Linked DNA regions of Mus musculus: region 2 is linked to region 1. Evidence: chromatin contacts called from public Hi-C data. All regions are on one chromosome and are shown on one strand. The core of a region is the stretch at or near the end of the contact, and the rest is flanking DNA. Distances in the headings are between cores, read along the strand shown.

Region 1 (5,228 bases), core at 1,716-4,215:
CACAGGAGTCTGCCATGATGGACGGCTCAGCAAGCTTCTCCCAAAGCAGTGCTCAAAAAGCCCATGTTAGAAACAGGGAACGCAACAATGGCAGGAGCAGAAATGAAATAGACGAGGGTAAAGTCACTTAGAAATTCTTTCTAAAAATCTACTCAGAATATTTCTAATATTTTTCTGATCAAGGAGGAAAGAAATATGTTAAGAAGTCAGATCACTGAAACATTCAACTATTTCTACAAAAAAAAAAAAAAAAAAAAACCAAAAACAGCTTTAAATGATAAAAGCCAATTTATCGGTGAAAAGTAATTTTTCTACACTTACCTGAAATCTGATTCTAGTAATAGAAAGATTTTTCATGACTATTTATAGGAGATTTCACTTTAACCTTTTTTTATTTTTTACTTAAAGATAACAACCACATACTTCCTTTTACTTCTGTTGCATAAAACGTCTCAGCTGGGCTGCTTAAATCATGGCACTATGGAGGCCCACATACAAGGCATCAGAACTGACCTGCTCTAGGACTGCGCTGATAATTCTTATGGCAAATTTTATTTAGAACATGGGAATAATTCAGAATGAGGCATGGATGAACCACATTGGTCTCGAACAGTACGATGATTTTCAGGTAGAAAGGGACATGCTTTAGGGGAAACTAGAATAAGCAAAACATAAAGCACGAGTCACGAGTGGAGACATAAAGGCCTCCCTGGGAAGCCTTCAAAGCAACAGGCTAGGACGGAAGGCCTCGTCATGGCCTCAGAGCTGGAGTCTGCATCCTCCCCATTGACTGACTCAGCCCAGGCTGGCCACCCTCCCTCCACACTTCCTCAGTGATGCACAAGGCTTCTCCCACTCTCTGTTACTGCAGTTTCCATAATTGTAACAATCCACTGAATGCGTGCCCACGTGTGGGTTTACTTACAAGTGCTTTGAAAGTCAGAATAACAGAATTTAGGAAGATGTTCCCTTGAAATCACCCCAGAAACTAAGCTCTCATTTCATGCATTATTTCTTATGTGTGTGTAAATTTTACTTTTGTTGATGATTAATTTCTGTTTAAAGTAACTCCCACAAGTATAAGGAATGTAAAAATAAGCCAAACACAATCTCTCAAAGCTGACGGTGGGTATAGCCTCTCTGATATCAAACCACAGCAACATTTAATTTTGAAAATGAGTAGAGGAAAACATATTGATTTTCTGTTCCTATGTGTAATTCTTACTGAGTAATCAGAGGCTAAAGGAAAAAGAATACTACTCATGGTTGCGAACGTGAGCACTGTAACTCCTTCTTGGACTTTAAAGGGCACAGATTATGAATACATACTAATTCACAGGCTTGTCCTTGTAGTAGAAAGTTATAGCAACATATTTTAATTTGTTAAATTGTGCCGAGAAAATATATAAGCTGAATATGAATTCCCTCTATACACACAGAGAGGGATGCATTTCTAACAATAAAATGTGAACTTCACGTGAAATATCTGAGCTTAGAATTTGGTCATTTCCTGGCTTTTGTATTTTGGTTATCATTATTTTAAAAAACATAAGCGCCTTTCTTTGAACAGGCTAAGCTGTCCACCATCTACACAGGATTCCTTCTGAAAAGCGGCCTTTCCCGCTTTTGTGGGCTGCTTTCCCTCTTCAAACAAATACCAGTGTCAGTTAACTGGCTCTTTGTGTGACTTGAGTTTTCTTGTGAAGACTTGAGTGTTGAAAATACTTAGAAGTCTGGTTGCAGATAACCTGATATTTGATATCATATTAATGTGATCTGCCTAATCTCAAAGATTCACTTCCTAAACTCCCAACAACTGTATCAGCTCCACAAATTCAGTAAAACACTTTGGAGAGGGTGGCAGCCCTGCTAAGTCTAATTTGATTTTTAAAATGACTCAGAGATTTAGTTTAACTACATTATAGCGGTTGATGGTGGGTTAAATCAAAAAACAAATATCAACCACAGAAAGTCATGTGCACACTCTATCACTCTCTCTGAGACATGACTGAAACCCTTGGGCAAAACATGGCACAAAGGGCAACGCGCTAACACAATGAGACATTTGATGGGCTCTGCAGAGGATGAGAAATCATCTCTCAGATGTCCGTAAAATGTGGAAACAAATCTTCTCATAGATGTTAGAAAATAAATAAATCAAGCATATAAACAAAATATCCATGATTAAATAAAATTTTAGGTGATTGAAACTGACTAGCATTTTACAATATTAATGCTAATGGAATACTGTAGGCTAATTTACATATTTAACAGCTCCCATTAAAAAAGAAAAAAGGAGCTGAATGCAGGAAGGAGAAGTAAGTGGAAAAGTCCAGCCACACACGATAAGGAGTCAGGACAGGAGAGACATCAAATCAGTCAGAAATACACAAGAGCAGTTGCTAATGCTGCGTCAGGAAATAAGGTAGTTAGAGAAAGGTTGCAATCTAAAGAGAAAACACTTTTAGGAAATGGCAAAATTAAAACAGAAGTAGATATGTAAAATAGATGAATGAAGACAAGGTCTTCCTGCACCAAGGGAGTTGTTTAGGAGAAACAGTGTCCGTTTGTGGCCAGCGATAATACTTTCCATTCAATAGACTTTGCAGCTTGCTGATTCATATGATTGCAGGCTGGCGCCCTGCTGGCGAGCCTCTCCACTGAAATTAAATCCACTCTCTTCAGTTATAAATTATAATGCTCTATAAACAACACTCCCATTGGGAATGGGGGAGGGAGAGAGAAAGGGAGGGAGGGAGGGAGAAAGAGAGGAAGAGAATGAGAGGAACAAGTGAGACAGAAGAGGCAGGCAGGGAGGGAGGCAGGGAGGGAGGGCAAGCTTGCTTTCTGCACAGCCCACTCACTGTTTCATGTCCTGCTCTTCAGCAACAAACAAGGCGAGCAGTCCTCCACACGGCAGGCACTCTGCTGTAATTCATACACTGTTTGATGTGGCGCCCAGAAAGGAACATGGGATAGTAAGGCGAGTCTAGAGGGAAAGCACTTAGGAGGCGGTGAGTACTCCCGCACAAGGAGAGAGAGCCCGTTTCATATATGGATTTTTTTCAAATATATTATTGAATAGATCTTTGGAGTCTCCAGGGACAGCCAAAATGAATAAAATCCTGAATTCTACTTAGATAAACCAGACCTCCCCGTTGGGCATCTTTTCATATCCAAATCAATAGGAGATAGATGTCCCCTCCCCATAAGATGCACAAGAAAAGCAAAGAAGGAGGAACACAGAGTTAAAAATAATCAATCCCAAATGGCTTCAGCCGCAGAGTCCAGAGCAAAGACCATGGTCAATGATCTATCTGATCACCATGGCAGCCAGAGATGGACATGTCTGCTGTCTTGTTAGGAACATCTACTTCAGAACTCAATCAGTGTGTGATGTTGATTAGAGACTTCAGAAACTACTTCTTCAAGAAAGCGTTTTCAAATGGGGTGGGAGGAACAACCCCACAAACAGTAAATCAGCCAACTACTCTGTGAAGGGACCTACTGCTGATCTGTCTGCATGCAACCAGTTCCCAAGACTAACCTGTAGCCACAGTCCAGATTCTTCAATGCATGTGAGCCTTAAAAGTGTTATATATGCTCCAATGAAGGGAAAAGAATAATCCACTAGCTGCCACCTAGCACCCCAAGTTTCACTCCACAACATTACCCATCAACTACAAAAAACACAATTGCAGATTTAAAAAATAAAAAAAATCAGCCCTGCAATCTCTTCCCAAATGCTGAAGCTGGACATAAAAATAAAGGTGGGGGAAGGAGTCAGAGAGAGGGAGTGGGAGGGGCAAGCTGTCAAACACAGGTATAAGGATGGCCTGGGAAAGGGGCCATCGACAGAGATGCCACCACCAGTGGGGATCCAGGAAGCAGGACTCCACAAGCTACAGCTCCCATTTCTCCACTTTTATGTGTATACAGAGCAGACACTACTCTAAGTTTACCCCAAAGAAGCAGACAGAAGAGATGCCACCTTCCCTGAAGCCACAGAATAAAAAAAGAAAAAGAAAAGAAAAAGAAAAGAAAAAGGACAGGCAACTGCCATTCCAAGTTTTGGCTGGAAGTATTTTTACCTGTTTAAATTCCAATCCCTGGATAGAAGACTTTAAAATTAATATCACTGACCCAAACCTTAATCAGAGAATTAAAGACTTAGTAACAACTCTAGGGTTTTTTCTTTTTGATATTCTCTTTCCCTCTCCTTCTTCCTCTTCTTCCCCTCCCTCTCCCCTCCCCCTCCCTCCCTCTCTTTTAAACATGTCTGGCTGACTGACTGTCTCTGCTTTTGTCTGTGGTGCACACCAAGTAAATGATTTGCTGACAGGTGAGGTTCAGCAAATGCCTTTTCCCTCTGAGCCTGGTGAGCATGTTGGGAAGAGTCATTTAAGTCACTTAAGACAATCCCATGAAAAGTAAAGCTCGATTCTGAAATAAGAGTATAAGTTAGAGTTTAAAAATAAATTAAATAAAGGAAACATTAAAAGATAAATGGCGCAGGATGCTCTGTGGCTGAGGTAATCGGAGTGGAGAGGGGAGGAGGGTTACGTTAATAAATGATTAAAAGGCCTTAACAAGGGCCTATCAGGTTGACCGGGAAAGCATTCCTCCGCCCTGCTCCTCCCCCAGACCACCTTTTTTACATTTGTTCTCAATGCAGATCAATATGGTTTTCATTTGCTGATTTCCATAATGCCGTATGTGATCTGCCAGCCTGACATAATGAAGCTGGAAAGAGCTGAAGTCATTCGAACGTTCTCGCTTGCATGACTGTCGCCAGTTCTCCAAATGTCTGTTATCCGAGAGCCAATATCTCCCTCCTGCTTATTGACAAATACCAGAAAGGTTTGCCTTGGGGCAGACATCAGAATCCAGTCCTGGGTGGCAGATCTATGTTGAAATTCAGCTAAAAAGCACCCTTTCTCAGTAGCTCCTTTTACCTCATCGCGTTAACTGCAGCTTAGCTTGGTTAAATGAGAAAAAAAAGATTTAAGTGTGAATTATCCATTTCTAAATGCAAATGCTCTGTTTCTTGATCAAATAATAAATCTATAAGAAGAAAGCATGAATACTTGACAGGGGGTGGGGGAGGGGTGGTAACCAAAGCCCAGGGACTAGTGACTGCTCCAGGCCACGTTTTCCAGGAGAAACAGCATAAGAACCTTTTACATAAACTTTATGTAAAAACTAAGTTATGAGTTTTTTTTCACACT
Region 2 (5,185 bases), core at 2,283-4,782, 110 kb before region 1:
ACAGTGGCAGATTATTCAGAGTTCATCCTGAAAGTCCAATTACCCCCCAAAGCATGAGCAAGGTCAGTGTCGCTCTGCAGTGCACCAACCACTCCAGCCACTTAGGCACAGATGTAAACTACACAGATCTGCCTGTTGGGAGAGGAGAGCGGCGGCCCACTAGCTTCCTGGCCAGTCTGTGTGGACACCACCATTCTCCTATTCCTGGGAGGATTTATCTGTCCAAAGAGGATCTCTGCAATGTGCAGATCTGGGACTCATCTTATTGCACTGTATCCACTGTTACTGGTGTGTGTGTGTGTGTGTGTGTGTGTGTGTGTGTGTGTGTGAGAGAGAGAGAGAGAGAGAGAGAGAGAGAGAGAGAGAGAACGAACATGAACAGTGGCCTTCAGAAGGACCCACAGCCCATCCTGATGATGAGTGAGGGTGTAAGCTTCAGGAGCAAAAGATCAAAGATCTGTCCCTGTTTTATTTCGAGCAGCACACCCCAAGCCATAGCCATTAGCAGATGAGATGTGAAATGACCTATTTACCTTATACTTGACTGAACTATGGCTAGGAAGCCCTAGGGATCTGCTTACCTCCACCCCCCAGTGCTGGGATTGTAACCGTGTGCTACTATGCCTTCCCTTTCTAATGTGGGAGCTGGAGATTAGCCTAGGGTCTTTGTGTTAGCAAGGCAAGTGATGCCTGAGCCAGGTTCCCAGTCCCCTTTTAGGGAGATTTAAGAGCAGCATTCCCCCATACCTGCTACTTCTTAAAGCAACACAGAAATTATTATACAATAAGTTTCTCAAAACAGTGAACAGCATGTCCTAATATGGACTTCAAAACAAATATGTAATATTTTCACAAGCCAGACAGCTTCAATAGAGATTCTAAGTTTAGACAGTGAAGGATCCATCCATCAACCACAGCAAGATCTAGTCTTTGAGATATGCTATTGTATAGAATCTCTCTCCTCTGCTAGAGTTAGCTGTTAAATTCCCCAGGACAGAGTCAGTATTTTAATCAGAATCTAATCTCTATGTATAATATCTCAAATATGAGGAAAATTTGTATATTTATAAAATAGGAATAAAATAGTTAACATTATTGAGAGTTAAACATTAAAAAAATTAGTTATTTTTATGTGTATGAGTGTTAGTTATTTTTATGTGTATGAGTGTTCTGCCTTCATACCTAGTGTCCTCAGAGGTGGGAAGGGGGGGGGGGTCAGACCTGAGACTGGGGTCCGAGATGGTGGCAAGCCATATGTAAGTGCTGGGAACTGAACCTGTGAGTCTTCAAGAAAAACAAATATTCCTCACAGCTGAGCCATCTCTCCAGCTCTGCAAATAAAGTTTTTATGGGTGGCTCCAGGCAATATTTTAAGTGTTCTACAGATAGGAACCCACTGAATTATCCTAACAATGCTAGAAGGAAGGTATGCTATGTTACAGATGCAAACATGGAAGCAGAAGTAGACACACATAAGGACCCCAAGCCATGCAAGGGAAAGAACCAAGGATACAATTTTAAAGATAGACAAATGACCCAAACCTGACACTTCTTAAAAGAAAACATACCAGTGAGCAGTGAATGCAATCCAAACCACTACGGAGTCATCACCTCACCCTGGTGAGGATAGAGAAGGCTGGTGAGGGCAAGAAGGGGGTTCCCACACACGGTGGGGAGAAAGTGGGGTTCCCACACACGGTAGGGAGAAAATGGACTCCCACACACTATGGGGGGGATAGTTTAGTATCACCGTGAAAATAATACGAAGGTTCAGAAAAAAACAACCAAACAACCACCATCACCATTTGGTGATTCTACCACTGGGTTTGTAGCCAAAGGAAATGAAATTAGCATATAAAAGAGGAATTTACACTCTCATCTTTACTATAGCCAAGACAGAATCAACCTGGGTGTCCACCAATGGGTGAATGGGTGAAGGAATGTTGTATTATAAAAAACTGATCTCATAAAAGAGTAGAATAAAGGCCAGTGGAGTCTAGGAGGGAGAGGGAGATGGAGGATGCAAAGGGGGTTGCAATAGAGAGCAAACTACAGTTAGGTAGGAGGAACCAGTTTAAAGTCTTACTTTCCAAAAGATTTCCAACAGAGAAAATTATAAATGCTAATTACTCAAAATTGATCATTACATTTACATATATCTAATTACCATAATTTATCCCATGAATACATATATGTGATTTAAAATAAAAAAGGCAGGCTGGGAACTGAAGTCCAGGGTCCAGGTGTTGTCCACTGAGGAGCCACACTGTCCTCACAGGTCACTTGGATCTTAGCCCTTTCTCTTGGAGACACCTCCCTCCTCCTGGCTGCCCTGCTCCAGACACAGGGCCCACAGCCTTGACAGCCCGTCCTCTGGAAGAGGCTAAGGCACCATACTACTCTGCTCAGATGCCAGTGTCTGCAACGAGACTGAGAGCGTTGTCAGGTAGCACAGGCTTGTTCCGTCTTCTAAGCCATTCACTCCTCAAGAGTTTTGGTCAATTCCTTGACTCCATAACTGAGTTGGAAATATTAATTCCTAAGAGATATAGGCTAGACAGGCAAGCAGGAGTCGGGAGAGGAAGAAGGCCAAGGACATAGTTCTATGCCGTGTCCTTCCTGTCACTATGTCGGGCCCACAGGTCTAACCCTTTGAATGGTTCCGGATATCTCCTTGAGAAAAGGCAAACTTGGAGAAGTGACACTGAGGCTAGCATTCAAATGTCCTATCTGCCCATACTTTCTCTAGACATGACTACCTGTCATGCATCCCTTATTATCCTGTTCTGAATGGGGAGGAAGATGGAGGCTGCCTTATGTCTTGAAAACTCTGAGAGATGCTTACAAGTCAGTGAAGAATCAGCCGAGCCCTTTCTGTCCAACCCACACAAGCTAAGGCTCTCTCCCCCTTACACTCAAGGCAAAGCTAAGAAAAGCATCATTTCTTATAGTGGGGAAAGGATGAGGTAGGTGGAATTAACACTGTTTGAATCATGAATCCAAAGGCAATAGGATTCCACACTGAAAACACTTAGAGGACAGGGTGGGAGAAGTCCCCAGGATCTGCCTGAAGCCGCATGGACAGAGGGAGTCATGCACAGTACTTCCCCAGCCTACTAACACTTTGGTACATAAACTTTATAAGTATAATGTTGGCAGATTCTAGTGCATAAAAAAAGTAGCTAAAAAAACTCAAACCATAAATAATGCCAAGTAATAAAGGAGGTGAATGTTTCTGTTATTAGATTCTTTCATTGTATAAATCTATTTAATAAGCTGGCTTGGAATCTCTGATAGAAAACAGACTTAGTGTGGTGTGACAGACCAATCTGTTCTAGAAGGCTAGCACAGGGGACTCATGCCAAGTTATACTTCTCTGTTCTTAACCAATGCAACTTAAAATGTAATTGTTGTTTCCTTGCTCAGAAATGGAAAATGTCTTGGGAGGCTGCACTTGCAGGGAGAGAGCATGCTCCGTGGGTGTCACGGAGCGCTCCCTCCTGCTTTCTCCCTCTCGATGCCATCTGCAGCCGCATCCTTGAAAGCACTGTACTGTATTTATAGAGCCTGCTGCCTTTTGTCTTACTCACCGAGAGGGGCCGGGGGTTTGTGGATGCCTCCTGGTTTTTAGAGTGTGCTTTCTCAACATTTAATAGAATGTGTTTAGAAAAGTTCCTCCAAATAGCCTCCTTTGACCCAAGACCCATGGCAACCACTTTGGGTAGAAAAATCCACTGAATGCGTGAGGGGGTGGGAGAGTGGGGAGGAGGGGATGGGATGGGGCCTCCGGGGTCACATCCATCTTCTGACACCATAGTTTCTAACGGCTTGTTGATGTTTGCTGGGGTTACTATCATTATGATGGGCTGTAAAATGAAATGCTATAAACCAACCGAAGGCCTGAGTAGAAATATTTGCCGAATGGCATAAGCGACACCTTCAAGAGCCCCCACACACTCAGCCATGCTTCAGGGCTTGGCTGGTTATATACACTGCTGTTTATAGCACTGGGATGCACAAATTCTGTCACCTGGCCAGCTTCTGACCCAAATACCCTGGTCCCACACCACACTCTTCCAAGTGGTTGTTAAACAGGTAAAACAAAAATCAATGAGACAAAATACCTTACTTATTTGTTCAATTTTACCCCTGTATGGAAGCTGCAAGACACCATGGTATAAAGATGCATTATTTAGCATTTGTGTCACATCTGTATGTAAATAGCTGATGTTTTGCAATGCACTTTATCTAGATAGTATTAACAATAGGGTTTGGTGACTCATGCCCACAGTCTCAGCACTTGAGAGGTAAAAGAAAGAAGATCTAGGTTCAAGGACAACTACAGAGCAAGTTAGAGCCCAGCCTGGGACACAAAAGACCCTGTCTAAAAAGGAGGGAAAAGAAAAGAAAGAGTGCTGGAGAGATGGATGGCTCGACAGTTAAGAGTGCATTCTGCGCTGGGCAGTGGTGGAGCACCGCCTTTAATCCCAGCACTTGGGAGGTAGAGGCAGGCAGATTTCTGAGTTCAAGGCCAGCCTGGTCTACACAGTGAGTTCCAGGACAGCAGGACAGCCTGAACTATACAGAGAAACCCTGCCTCAGAAAACCAAAAAAAAAAAAAAAAAAAAAAGTATATTCTGCTTTTGTTGAGGACCTAAGTTCAGTTCTCTTGTTGGGTGATTCCAGCTCCAGAGGATACAGTACCCTCTTCTGGCCTCCACAGGCACAGCACTCCTATGCACAAATCCATACACAGATACACTCTTTTTAAGAATAAAAAGTCTTAAAAATCCATAAATTTTAAGACAGTGGTGATGCACACCTTTAATCCCAGCACTTGGGAGGCAGAGGCAGGCAGATTTCTGAGTTCCGAGTCCAGCCTGATCTATAGAGTGAATTCCAGGATAGCCAGGGCTACACAGAGAAACCCTGTCTCAAAAAACAAAAACAAATCTGTAATAGAAGGTCATATAAAATTAATCACAAGTTTGAATTAGATACTTTATCTAGTTATTTCCTGAATTAGTTATTAAGTCCTTATCCAGGAATGTTTGGGGAAATGTAGAACACTTAGACATGAAATTAGCCAGAGGTCCCTCCACGGTTTCTCAGAATTATAGTTTCTTTTATTTCTGAATATTTTACTAATGTACTCTGGCACACTCCCACTGAGGAAGAACGGGAT

Evidence for each region. A called contact is a pair of places that touch in the nucleus more often than the background predicts.
Region 2: a contact with region 1 is called in a Hi-C map of cortical neurons, with 1.9 times the contacts expected there. The contact joins two enhancer-like sites. A contact is called at or near these places in 4 of 39 promoter capture datasets (cranial neural crest, hippocampal neurons, liver and 1 more), 1 of 484 Hi-C or Micro-C datasets (cortical neurons), 1 of 115 datasets of contacts at active chromatin or transcription factors (embryonic stem cells) and 3 of 9 other capture datasets (adipose tissue, liver and pancreatic islet).

What each region holds. Positions count from the first base shown.
Region 1 is chr11:85,638,413-85,643,640 of GRCm38.p6, reverse strand. The region is part of intron 22 of Bcas3 (breast carcinoma amplified sequence 3); the gene reads right to left. Among named protein-coding and RNA genes, the nearest start is that of Bcas3os1, 79 kb to the left of the region's middle. Within about 2 kb of position 2,965, at least 52 of the 459 cell types and tissues checked have an H3K27ac peak or open chromatin away from gene starts, as enhancers often do. A contact at or near this core is called in cortical neurons, where this site is marked.
Region 2 is chr11:85,753,583-85,758,767 of GRCm38.p6, reverse strand. The region is part of intron 22 of Bcas3 (breast carcinoma amplified sequence 3); the gene reads right to left. Among named protein-coding and RNA genes, the nearest start is that of Mir5110, 4.5 kb to the left of the region's middle. Within about 2 kb of position 3,532, at least 18 of the 459 cell types and tissues checked have an H3K27ac peak or open chromatin away from gene starts, as enhancers often do. A contact at or near this core is called in cortical neurons, where this site is marked.